Linked DNA regions of Macaca fascicularis: all the other regions are linked to region 1. A link is a contact called in public Hi-C data. All regions are on one chromosome and are shown on one strand. The core of a region is the stretch at or near the end of the contact, and the rest is flanking DNA. Distances in the headings are between cores, read along the strand shown. Region 1 holds the start of SIK2 (salt inducible kinase 2). Region 2 overlaps ALG9 (ALG9 alpha-1,2-mannosyltransferase). Region 3 holds the start of PPP2R1B (protein phosphatase 2 scaffold subunit Abeta).

Region 1 (4,234 bases), core at 736-3,235:
AAAAATATTATGAACTGATGGATTTGGAATTCAACCCACACGATATACTATAGTTCAAAAGTTTTGTAGAACCTCTCTATAACTCACAATGTGTTTGTTTTTAGAAAGTCATTAAGCAAGGACTCATAAAACATGCATTTAGAATGCCTTCTTTTATGTAACTTTAAGGGAAATGGCATGGCATTAGGCCATGGCTCTTCAGAGGAATGGAACCAATTTCTTCATTTTAAAAAATGCTGGGATCAGATTAAACTATGCAAAGATTTAGCAATATCACTATAGTCAAGTTACCATTATCATTACAATTTAAATTGCTAACTGGTAAATCTGTGAGAATAAAATATCTGACCTTGGTCCTGATTCTAAAAGATTTGGACTGCTTCAGGATCACCAGGGGAAGGCAAAAAGTAAAGACGACAAAATGACATACACCCCTTCCTTTTGGAAATGGGATTAAGCAAAACTTCTAAGTACAACTGCAACTCCAAAAATCACTCAGGTTTGCCAGTGCCCTTCGCCTTACATAAGTCATTCTGAAAAGAAGTCCTACTTTATTCTACACTCAAACTCTAGTACATTCGTACTAACAAGGGAAAAAGCAGAATAGGACCAAAACTGGAGGGCAAACAAACAGGAAAAGGATGAAACTCCAGGAGGAACTACAATAAGGCAGAGTAGAGTACGTCAAAACCACTAGGTTTTATTCTAAAGAATGGTTTTGTTTCTACCGTTCTTCTAAGGTATTTAATTTGCACGTCTTAAAATAGAGACCCTGAGGAGAGCAGCTTGAGGCAGTGGAAGGAAGGGGGGCGGGTTAGGTAAGAACAGAGACTTGTGAGAGAATATGTGCGGTGCATTAGAATGTGCAATGAAGAGGGTGCAGGATTCACCGTCAGGAAGCAGTTGAGGGCTTTATGAGTAGAGGCAGAATCTAATATGGTTTAAAGAATGCGTATTACAGCCAGAATACACACCTGGTACAGGGACAACCCTAGACTTCTGTCCAACCCACCCACTGTGCAAGTGCAGAGATGACCATTTTAACCAGTTCTATTGTCTGGAGCATTAAATGGAAATGCCCCAGGCAAGGGATCAAGCTAGTCAGACACCAAATCAGAGACACCGTGGGCCAAAAGGAAGGAGAAGAGATGGTCAGTGGCCGTGGGGGCATTCCCAGCCACCGGGCCCCTCCTCGTCGGGCAGGGGAGGGGCACCGGGGTCACGGGGGCCGCACGATCCCCCATCCGCGGAGCCCAAGCGCAGGCGGTCCCCTCCTCGGGCCGGCGACGTCTCTCACGGCGCAGCCTGGGAACACCGAGACTTCCCCTCCCACCCCACCCCCAGCCGAAAGCAGGGAAGACGCGGAACTTGGGCTCCGGAGCGGAGGCCACAGACCAGGTCACGGCTCGGGTGGGGGGCTCTGGGCGAAATTCCGGGTGGCCACCGCGGGTGGCGTAGGGGAAAGCTAAGCCCCGGCTGGTTGCGTTTCCAGTCGGACGACACTCGGATCCGGGTGCCCGGGCCCGATCCCTTCGCTGCTCACCGACCCCCTGCACCTCCTGGGTCCTCACAGTCCCAGGCCCGCTCGCCTCCGCCAGTGAGGCGGCCTCTCGGGTCTCCCCAGTCCCACCACTGCGGCCGCCCCTCTCGGTAAGCAGCTCCTCTCCCGAACCCTCGCCTCGGACGCTCCCGCCGAGCCCCGGGCCGCACCTCCGTCTTGGTGATCCGGTGCCGCCCCAGCTTCACCACGGCGAAGTTGCCCTTGCCCAGCGTGCCCTCGATGTCGTAGAACCCCACCCGGACCGGCCCGCGCTGCAAGTGCCTCGGGCCATCCGCCATGACCATGCTGGGCCCCGCTGCTAGACACGGCGGACAGGAGCGCGGGCGGGCGAGCGGGAGCGCTGGCAGCGCGGCTTGGCTTGGGCGACGGCCGCTCAGCTTGCTCCTTCGCTCCTTCCCTCCCGCTCCGCAGGGCCCAGCCAGGCGCGCGCCGCCGCTGACGTGCGCCGACGTCAGGGGGCCGGGGCAGGGGGGCGGGGGCGGGCCCGGGCCTGGATTGGTCACCATGGCGACCGAAGCACCGCCGACGTCGGCTGCAGGAGAGTGGGGGACGGCGCGCGGGGAGGGGCGCGGGCCTGGCCGGCGCGCTCCTTCCGGGCTCATACGCCCTCCCCTCGCCCCTCCGCCTCGCCACTGCCAGGGGCGGGGTCGCCGCTCGGCCCGCTACGGTCCTCGGCCTTCCAGGCGAAGGGCAAGAGCGAGCCCTGGCGGACCGTGCGTAGGGGTGCAGAGACCTGGATGCGGCCTGCGATCTTCCCCGCCCCGGCGTTCTCCGCCCACCCGGGGTCCTTCCCGCCAAAACCTCTCACCTACAAGTACAGCGCGCCCTAAATTTGGCACCGGCAAAGAACTGTGGCTGAGCAATGTGTTGCTCACAGGCTCCTTTCTTTGTGTTTTTTTCTCTTCTCGTTGCTATATATAACAAAACCCTCCACGTTTTGATGTCTCCGAGGAGTCATTCTGACAGCAGTGCGGTCGCTGATAGACTCACAGAATGTCAATGTCAGCGCTGAAGAGATCTTGGAGATCACTTAATCCAGAGATTTGGAGCCTCATGTGAACTTCGGAGTCCGGAACCCCCTAAAACACAGGCCAGTTTTTGCTTATGTGAGCATGTCTCTGGAGAGATGGACCCGTAGCTTCTGTCAGATTCCCAAACGTGTTGGTGACCCTGAAAACGGTTAAAAATATTTCTCTAATCCAATTTTTTCCCCCAAAGGACGAAGCAGACCGCAAGGAATAAAGGGAATTGCCAAGGTCACACAGGCAATGGTAGAGGTAGGATTATAAATCACACCACGCTTCCAAATGTGACTCAAGGAAATAGGGACAGTGACACTTCAGTATTCTGAAATGTATCATGTGCCTTCATATCTTGGTTTCTAAATACCATTCTCCACCTAAAGGAGCCAGACTCCGTGGCGAGATGGCTCATTCGAAGGCAGAGACAGGGAAAGTATAAAATGCCCTTGAAAGATCCTGTGCCTTAAAGCAAGGAGATTTCTTGGCTAGGTCAAGGAAGATATGTCAAAAGAAAGATCGCTCCAAGGTGCTCCCGCCTTACCAAATCTGAGACAATTTGGGTATCAAGAATAAATAATAGGCCGGGCTTAGTGGCTCACGCCTGTAATCCCAGCACTTTGGGAGGCCGAGGTGGGCGGATCACCTGAGGTCAGGAGTTCAAGACTAGCCTGGCCAACATGGTGAAACCCCATCTCTACTAAAAATGCAAAAATAGCCAGGCGTGGTAGTGGGCGCCTATAATACCAGCTACTCGGGAGGCTGAGGCAGGGAGAATTGTTTGAACCCGGGAAGTAGAGGTTGCGGTGAGCCAAGATTGTGCCACTGCCCTCCAGCCTGGGTGACAGAGCGAGACTCTGTCTCAATAAATGAATAAATAAATAATGACAGAAATTGATTCTAACACATTGAATTTTGTAAAAGAATCGTAGACCATACTTACTTTTAAACTTTTAAATAGAAAAATAAAGGGGGGAGAAGTGAAATGACGGTGGAATGCCAACTAATATATGTTAGAAGAAATGACAATTAGCAAATCGTTTGGCAGCCATTACAGTAATAATGGATTCAGACAAGAATTATGAATAGATGTTTAAATCATTGAGTAAAATTTGCCTGGGGAACAAGATATTTGCACAGTCTTTGGATTTCTTATTCATGATAAAGGGTTAACAGAGGTACCTCTACAGTGGAGAAATCTGACAGACATTACCCTAACCAAATGATCAAAGTTAATGTCACCAATTATGTGATAAAATGACATGATGAGCCTCCTGACGTGAGCCACTGAGGTTACAATATCTCTTATGTAGTATTCCTGTCAAAAATGCATATTATGATCTAGAAACAATCAGAAAGATGCAAACTAAGAAACATTCTACCCAACAACTGACCTGTATCCTTAAAAAACATCAGTGTCATGAAAGTCAAAGAAAGACTGAGGAACCATTCTAGATTTAAGGGATTTAGAAAGGCATGGCACTAAAGGCAACATGTGATCTTGGAAGAACATGCTATAAAGGAATGTATCAGAACAACTACTGAAATTTGAATATGGATTACATATTAGATAAGATACTCTTTCAGTGTTAAAATTCTTGAATTTTATAATTGTACTGTGATTATAAGAGAGAGTATCCCTTGTTAAGAGATA
Region 2 (4,234 bases), core at 900-3,399, 240 kb before region 1:
TGTGGTTGTGATTTTGTATATTTCATGGAGGACATTTCAAAATTTTTTGCCTTATTAAAAAAAAAGATTACTCGTTAGCCTTTAAGGTACAGAAGAGAAAAGGACCATTTACATGTATAAATCCATTACAATAAATGGATTTATTTTATTCTAATTAAAAAACCCCACCTTAGACCAGGCACGGTGACTCACGCCTGTAATCCCAGCATTTTGAGAGGCTGAGGCAGGTGGATCACCTGAGGTCAGGAGTTCAAGACCAGCACGGCCAACAGTGTGAAACCCTATCACTACTAAAAATATAGCAGTTAGCCTGGTGTGTTGATGTATGTCTGTAATCCCAGTTACTAAGGAGGCTGAGGCAGGAGAATCTTTGAACCTGCGAGGTGGAGGTTGCAGTGAGCCAAGATCGTGCCACTGCACTCCAGCCTGGGCGACGGAGAGAGACTCCATCTCAAAAAACAAACAAAAAAAACCCTCCGCCTTAAAATCTACCTAGAAAGGTATATATCCTAAATATCTAAATAATCTAATTAATCTAAAATCCCATAATATCTTAGAGCAAAAGTTGAAAAAAAATCTTGTTATTGTAGTTCTAGAATTTTTTATCATTCCTAAAGAATTTCTGCGGTGATACTGATAGCCTAGGAATGCTAAATTAGGCATAGCTAAAGAGGGTCTTGATGATAGTCCTGATCTTGTAGCTTACCGTTAACATGGTGGACACCAGGTGGCGCTGTCTATCTACCATTTGCCTGGGTTTGCATTGCTCATTATCGCTCATGTAAACGCAGTAGGAGATGCCTTCACTGTGGGTTGCAGGCTTATCATTCATTGCTCATGTACCTAACCACGGGAACTTTCCAGCAGGTTCTTGGGTTTTCGTGTTCATTACATTCCTTTAATTCTTTCACATGCTTTAAGTACATTTTTGTTCCAATTTGGGGATCTGGAGTGGATGCGTATTGCAAAAAATGGAGAGAAAACAATCACTGAACTTCCTTTAAGAGCATTTTTATGTTTGCTTTGAAGCAAACTCTGTCATTTGTGGCTTGATGAAAACCAGTAATGAGTTTGAGAATCCAACAATTTTTTTTTTTCCTTTGATCCTTGGCTATTTGAACAGACTGATTGGTGTATAGATAAGAGGATTCATGTATCAAACACAACATCAGAATTAAAACCCAAGAAATGAATTTATGTTATGTTTTTGGTTAAACTCAGGAACCTTTCGTCTTAGTGGCAGGACTCGTTAAAGGAGACGGCTTTTTTTTTCTTCATCTAACGTGGAATTTATTAAGTTCTATTAGCCATTAACTTTACGTTCATTTGTGTCCTAACCAAATCTAGTATTGTGCTTGTTGTTAGAGTTTAGATCTCTTGGGAGAGCTAAGGAGTATATTCCTCTCTCCTTTTGATGCCTTTATTGCGTTGGAGAAAGTGTGAATACAAGATTAGAAACATTTTGTGGAGTGTCCTAGGGCATACTCCCAAATATGAGATCAAGATAACACTGAAACTAAATACGTCATTTTGTTCTAATATAATGAAAGATGAATATTTTTCTGTGTCTTGCAGTTCAGAATTTAGGCCACCCATATTGGCTTACTTTGGCTCCAATGTATATTTGGTTTATAATTTTCTTCATCCAGCCTCACAAAGAGGAGAGATTTCTTTTCCCTGTATATCCACTTATATGTCTCTGTGGTGCCGTGGCTCTCTCTGCACTTCAGGTAAGTTTCAGGGAGAAGTATATCTGCCTCATTCTTTTTTACTTTTTAAATAATTGCTCACAAAACTTAAGTGCAAATTACAGAATGCTTCCACCTAAGATATTTTATCCATAACATTAAACCTGATATAGATCATATTATTAAAGCTTCTTATATTGATTGCTTAGCTGTTTACCATACTCATATTTGCTGATTACATGTTTGCAGTGTTAATTTGTGTGTTACTTTGCCTCTGTTACCAACAGGAATCCAATTGCAGAATTCCATTCTGTGGCAGAGGTAATGGAACATCTGCTCTTTGAACTGCTAGATCATAACAAAACTTGCTCAAGAGTTTGGGATCATAGCAGGCAGTTCACAGTATGGGGCACTTTGTAATCCTGGTTGAAAACCTGGCCAGGTCAATTCTCTGGCAGAGCTCATCTTAACTCTGTTTGAACAACTCTGTACTTACGGCTTCAGTACCCTCAGAACCCTGTATTGCCCTCTGCTACCATTTGCAGTTGGCAGAAAAAAAATAATTAGGATGATAGGTTTTTTTCTTAACAGGTTTTTTGAGATATAATTCACAAACCATATAGTTTACCCATTTAAAGGGTATGATTCAGTGGTTTTTAGTCTATTCACAGATGTGTGCAACTGTCACCACAGTCAGTTTTAGATCAAAAAGCCTGTACTCTTTAGCTTTTGTTCCCCCATTCCCTTTCCCATATCTCCCCAACCCTAAATAACCATTACTCTACTTTCTATTCCTACAGATTTGCCTATTTTGAACATTTCCTATACATGGAAACATATGATATGTGGTCTTTTGTGACTGGCTTCTCTTAACATAATGTTTTCAAGGTTCATCAATATTAGTTGATCGTTTTGAAAAATAATTTTAATTATAAAAGTAATTGAACTTTATTGCAGATAATTTAGGAAGTGGTAAAAGAAAAATTAGTCCCATTAACCTAACAAAAACTCCTCCCAGTATTTTTGTATATCATATACCAAGGTTTGTTATAGTTGTGATAAGTATACATGTAACTTTATAGCCCTTCTAATTTAATATTATAACATTCTCTGTGGTTATCATTTTAGTAGCTGTAGAATGTTCTGAGTCAGATATAATATATGACATTATTACGTAATATGTAATATATTGACTTGATTTTGTATAATATAATTATTGGATATAATTCATGGTAGAATTTAGGTTGCTCATTTATTCAGTATTATAAATACTGCTAGGATAAATATCTTCATTTAGATATTTGGATTGATTCCTCAGGATAGATTCCAAAAAATATGAAAAGGGTTCAAACAGATTTATGCCATTTGTTATATATTGGAAAATTGCTTTCTGAAAGTAGTTTCTGTCTAGAAGGGAAGGAAGGAAGGGAAGAAGTCTGAGTAGAAGGAACTCAAAGACAGCAGAATTCATGCATGCATGTTTATATTATATTCATCTAGTTTGCAAAGTCATTTAGCATATAATTAAGAGCATGTGCCTAGTGTTCTGTAAGGGGAATGCTTTTTTCTTATTTGGTCATGAGACCTTTTTTTTGATACTAAAAGCTTTTATAAAAACTTTGATAGTAAAGATTAGTACTCATTGTATCAAAAACAAATTGAAATACTTTATATGTCAAAACTACCAAAAAACCATTGCTTAAATACTTAAAAAAATAACTTATTAGGACTATAAATGCTAGAAAAATATTCAAATAATTTCCTATGCAGCTAGTGAGATTTTATTGTTGGCAAGCCCTCTGCCTGGCCAAGACTGCAGGTAGTCTCAGAGGAGCTGGCTTTTATCTTAGAGTTTGGAGTAGGTACCTCACTGTTTGCAAATGCTCAGATCCCTAATAGAACCTCTTTTTTGGCTTCGCTTTTGATGTTACTGTGATGTCTTGTAATTATGTCTATTCTACAAGTTATATTTTCCTTTATCAGCCAGTTTTCTGTACTTCCAGAAATGTTACCACTTTGTGTTTCAACGATACCGCCTGGAGCACTATACTGTGACGTCGAATTGGCTGGCATTAGGAACTGTCTTCCTGTTCGGGCTTTTGTCGTTTTCTCGCTCTGTGGCACTGTTCAGAGGTAGACCTTCTAAGAATATCTTAACCTACACTGACGAGTCGCTTCCCCTTAGGTTTTACTTGATTCATGATTATATAATACACATTTGGCTTACACTAAGAAGCCATTTCTAAAAAGAGAACCTGTAGACTTAATATTAATGAGTGGGATGTGACTTCTACATCTTAGGATTGAAGAGAAGATTGAGAATTCCTTTTAGTGTGATTAACTGTACATTTTTTGTCTATTTTTTTTTTCTTTTAATGAATGCTGGTAAATTAAGGAAGCCTTAAACTTAAAATGCAAATTTGGGCTAACTTCTGATTATATTCTTTCTTATAATCATTGTTTGGATCCATAATATTAAAATATTAAAATATGCTCAAGGAAAATAAAGTTAAAAAGGAGAAAGAACAAAGAAAGGGGCAAGAAAG
Region 3 (4,234 bases), core at 1,153-3,652, 170 kb before region 1:
ACACACACACACATATGAAGCTAGATGTGGTGGCACATGCCTATACTCCTAGCTACTCAGGAGGCTGAGGATGGAGGATTGTTTGAGTCCAGGAGTTTAAGGTTACAGTAAGCTATGACTGTGCCACTGCACTCCAGCCTGGGAAACAGAGCAAGATGCTGTTTCTTAAAAACACACACACAACAATAATTTTTTAAAATCCTGAAAACTCTCAGTTAAATCATTATTGTTATTATTATTATTATTTTAGAGATGGGGGTCTTGCTATGTTGTCCAGGATGGTCATGAACCCCTGGGCTCAAGTGATCCTCCCACCTCAGCCTCCCAAGTAACTGGGAGTACAGGCATGCATTACCACATTTAGCTAAATTGTTTTTATTATGCTGTGGTTATTTAAATTTACAAATATAAAGTAGGAAATAATGTGCTTTTATTTCTGGTTCTTATACAGCTACAGAAACCACAACAAATTTACAAATTAAATACAAATGAAACCACAAAATGAATACTATTCAATTAAAAATATTACAGTAATTTAACATGACAAATGATGTATTTTGCTAAAACTATCATCCCTGGTATTGTCGCCTGCTATAGCTCAGCTTCTTTTGTGTTCAACATGCCTATGCCACCAAATGACTCCTGATATCTTAATTTTCTCACCATTTTTCTCTGTTACAGCTACCAAATAGTGCAATCTCATGATGTCATTTGGCTTTCATTTTGTGCATGAAAGTATCATTCTTATTTTAAAACCACCTCTGTTCTTTTCTCATTATCCCAGAACAATAAAAGCAGCACTAAAACACACATGTAAATGTAGGTGCTGAAATTGTGTGGCAATACTGAGTTGTAAGGTGGTCACCCAAATAATTCAGAATATGTTTATACAAATCTAAAAAATATGAAAATGAAAATAAAATTAAAACCCTAGAGAATACATCCACAAACATAATTTGAGAAAAACTGTTCAGGTCTGCTGGTTCCCAAACTTTCATTACTATCAAAGGCTCTATCTATTGTGCTTACTTCCAAGCACCTCATTCATTCATTCATTCATTCATTCACAGGCTCTATTGTGCTTACTTCCAAGAACCCTATTTATTTATTTATTTATTTTTGACACGGGGTCTCACTCTGCCGCCCAGATTGGAGTACAGTGGTGCGATCCTGGCTCACTGCAACCTCTGCCTCTGGGGCTCAAGAGATTCTCATGTCAGCCTCCTGAGTAGCTGGGACTACAGGTGCCGGTCACCAGCCCAGCTAATTTTTGTATTTTTAGTAGAGATGGGGTTTCACCAAGTTGGCCAGGCTGGTCTCGAACTCCTGGCCTCACGTGATCCGTCCGCCTCGGCCTCAGACCCCATGTTTTAAAAAAGTCTGTCTCCTACACTGCATTAATAGTTTCATTAATCAGGCATATAGAATTACCATTTCGGAGCTTGTGATCACCATATGTAGTTATCACTCCAAGCTGCTTAAATTCCAGTCTAAAACAAACAAAACATTCTAATTATTCTGTGCTACCCTGACAAGGATAAGTGAAAACTTTCCATTCAGGTTTGTAAGAACGAGCTCCCAGACCTCCACCTCTTCCCCTTGCTGCCTCTGAGGACTCTTGGAGGTCTAGGGAGGCCAGTTTGGGTTTTCTTCCTCAAGGGATTAAAGCTTGTCCTAGTTTTGCTTCATTGTTGTACTTCTAGCATGCTAAAGAGCTAAAAAATGGGAGGAAGAAAATACAACAGAAGGCACCATTCCAGTACCAAACTGAAAAGAAACACAAAAACAAGAGAGCAGCATGTTTTTAACAGCTTGCGTGGAAAAAATATTGACTGGGGAGTTTGGACAGCACTGTTCATTTTCTCTCACCGCCCGCGTTATTTGTCTTACGGAGCAGGAGCCAGATACCATTCTGGAGAACAGGCCGACGGAAGAGGTGGAGGGGTTCTGTGGAAGCTTGAGGCTGAGCGGAGAAATTAGGGCTGGAGATCCAGTGGCTCAGGGCCAGGATGAAGTCAGGGGAGGTGCTAAAGCCTTTTTCCTCCTGGCCTCGGGCACTCTCTTTGGTCCGCCTGAGTCTTAAGAGGGCACAGCGCGGATCACTCAGGTAGGTCCCTGGCCCCTTCAGACTACAACGAGCCGGATGAATCCCTGTCCCTGTTTCTTTCGGCTGGGGAAAGGACGCAGGGGTTCCATTCGCTTTCTCAGCCCACCCGTCTTCTTGAGTTCAGACCTACAACTCCTGCAGTGGGGGTCGGAAGGGAGTCTTAATCATCGGGACAGAAACTCAACTCCCCAACCTCTGCTAAACCCGCGCGGCGGCCTTCTCCCCTGCTGCCCGGGCGCGGGGCGGGGCCTGGGCGCGGGGCGGGGGCGGGGCCTGGGCGCGGGGCGGGAGGCTGTGACCAGCAGCAGGAGGAGAAAGAACATGGCGGGCGCATCGGGGCTCGGGACCGGCCCAGGAGCAGCGGGGGGAGATGGAGATGATTCGCTATACCCAATCGCGGTTTTAATCGACGAGCTCCGCAATGAAGACGTGCAGGTACTGGACTGAGGCCGGGGAGCCGAGGCGAGACCGACTGGTCGCGTGGTAGAGAAGGGGGAAGGCCTGCGCCTCGGTGGGGGTGGCCGGGGTACTGAATGAGCCGGACTCGTAGCAGAAACTTGAAGGGGAGGCAGGGAAAGCTCTGCGAGGGGCTGTGGTGACACGCCTCGACCCTCCCGGGGACCTCTCTGGTACCCCTGCTTCGGACCCCCTAAGGGGTCCGCCCGGAGCCTTGCCTTTCCAGGGCGGTTGTCGGGGAACCCGCTTCCCGCCTGGGCGCCCTATCCGGGCTGTGAGGTGGCCGCGCCTGGTAGGCGAGGGAGCTGGAGAAGCGCGGTGCCGGGCCGAGACGGGGCTGGAGCGGCTGAGGGGCGCAGGATGCCCAGAAGCTCTTTGAAGTGCCTCGGAATCCCTTCATCTGGGCTTGGAACTGGCTCGTCCTGTTGGGTAGAAAGAGGGGGTGGGATGGCCGATTAACCTGGACGAGTCGTTGTATCAGCTCTGCGGGAACTTTTCTTTGAAACCACAGGCGTTGTATTCAACCGTTTCACCTGCTTCACCACTGCCAAAGTCCTCTCTTTTTAAGATTATCTTACTTCCTGGGTGTTGTATTGTCTTTCATTCATTTCTCTTCCAGGCCCTTCTGAGTGTTTCTCCCAGGAAATCTTCCGCCGGCTAGTGAGGCCGAGTTACACTCCTCCGTCCTATGGAGGTTCCTTAACAGTAAAATCTAAGTAAAAGGTTATCTTCGTTCTTACCCCTGTGTCATTATTTCACCTGTTAGCACCTTTTGTCTTTTGATCTAAATTCAGCCGTTTCTTTACATTGTTCTTCTTTCTACTTTCTTTTCTGAAGCTCCGACTCAACAGTATTAAGAAGTTATCAACAATTGCCCTAGCACTTGGAGTAGAAAGGACGCGAAGTGAATTGTTGCCATTTCTTACAGGTATGTGAATCTTTGTTTAAAGAAAGGCAGGGACATTCATTTTCCAGGGACTTTCGACACTGACTTTTTTAGAGTTTGTTACCCACATTAAAATGAGCCAGGTGCTTTCTGTGCAAAAGAAACAGAACAGAGGATATTATTAGTTGTGGTTAGATATATTCAAACATCAACCATTTAGCTGTTGGGAAAGTAATTGATATGGGAGTATGAATTTCTAATTCGTTGTGCAAAACAGATCCAGGAAGATGGTTGATTGAGGAGAAGGAAGAAAATGCTGTTAGGATTTTGACTGGGCCACCTTACCGGTCGCATAGTGAATCTGTTCCTAGTTTTGTGTCAGTGTCCAGCTATGTGAGAGCTATCCATGTTGATGAGTCCCTGTTGTTGTCCCTTCCAGATACAATTTATGATGAAGATGAGGTACTATTAGCTCTTGCTGAGCAGCTGGGAAATTTCACTGGCCTAGTGGGAGGTCCTGACTTTGCCCACTGTCTGCTGGTGAGTATTTATAAGCTGCCTACCCTCCTAGAACTTTTGCAGTATAAATGATACACAGTTTGGTGATAGACACACTGCAGCATTTTTTATGCAGATCTTTTTATGGGCAGATAGTCATGTGAGTCATTGAGAGAAGAAATACTATAGGCACTTTGGACTCAACCCCTTCTTTTTTTTCTGTGAATAAGAGAACTTCGTCCTTCTTTTCTGCATCTGTAGACTTACTAGTTTAGATGGAGGTAGAA

The links. Hi-C and Micro-C count contacts between places; a contact is called where the count stands out from the background.
Region 2: a Hi-C map of liver shows a contact between it and region 1, with 6 times the contacts expected there. The contact joins the enhancer-like site here to the promoter of SIK2 in region 1. A contact is called at or near these places in 2 of 2 Hi-C or Micro-C datasets (liver and skeletal muscle).
Region 3: a contact with region 1 is called in a Hi-C map of liver, with 2.6 times the contacts expected there. The contact joins the promoter of PPP2R1B here to the promoter of SIK2 in region 1. A contact is called at or near these places in 2 of 2 Hi-C or Micro-C datasets (liver and skeletal muscle).

What each region holds. Positions count from the first base shown.
Region 1 is chr14:110,520,597-110,524,830 of T2T-MFA8v1.1, reverse strand. SIK2 (salt inducible kinase 2) reads right to left here and starts at 1,985. Exons shown (of 16, transcript XM_015435694.4): 1 at 1,711-1,985. The coding sequence starts at 1,845. BTG4 (BTG anti-proliferation factor 4) reads left to right here and starts at 1,260. Exons shown (of 10, transcript XM_065529648.2): 1 at 1,260-1,650; 2 at 2,513-2,651.
Region 2 is chr14:110,762,941-110,767,174 of T2T-MFA8v1.1, reverse strand. ALG9 (ALG9 alpha-1,2-mannosyltransferase) reads left to right here. Exons shown (of 15, transcript XM_074015179.1): 9 at 1,576-1,730; 10 at 3,692-3,821. Among named protein-coding and RNA genes, the nearest start is that of ALG9, 35 kb to the left of the region's middle. Within about 2 kb of position 2,149, at least 1 of the 6 cell types and tissues checked has an H3K27ac peak or open chromatin away from gene starts, as enhancers often do. A contact at or near this core is called in liver, where this site is marked.
Region 3 is chr14:110,687,166-110,691,399 of T2T-MFA8v1.1, reverse strand. It overlaps PPP2R1B (protein phosphatase 2 scaffold subunit Abeta), which reads left to right and starts at 2,402. Exons shown (of 16, transcript XM_005579598.5): 1 at 2,402-2,542; 2 at 3,401-3,491; 3 at 3,889-3,989. The coding sequence starts at 2,429.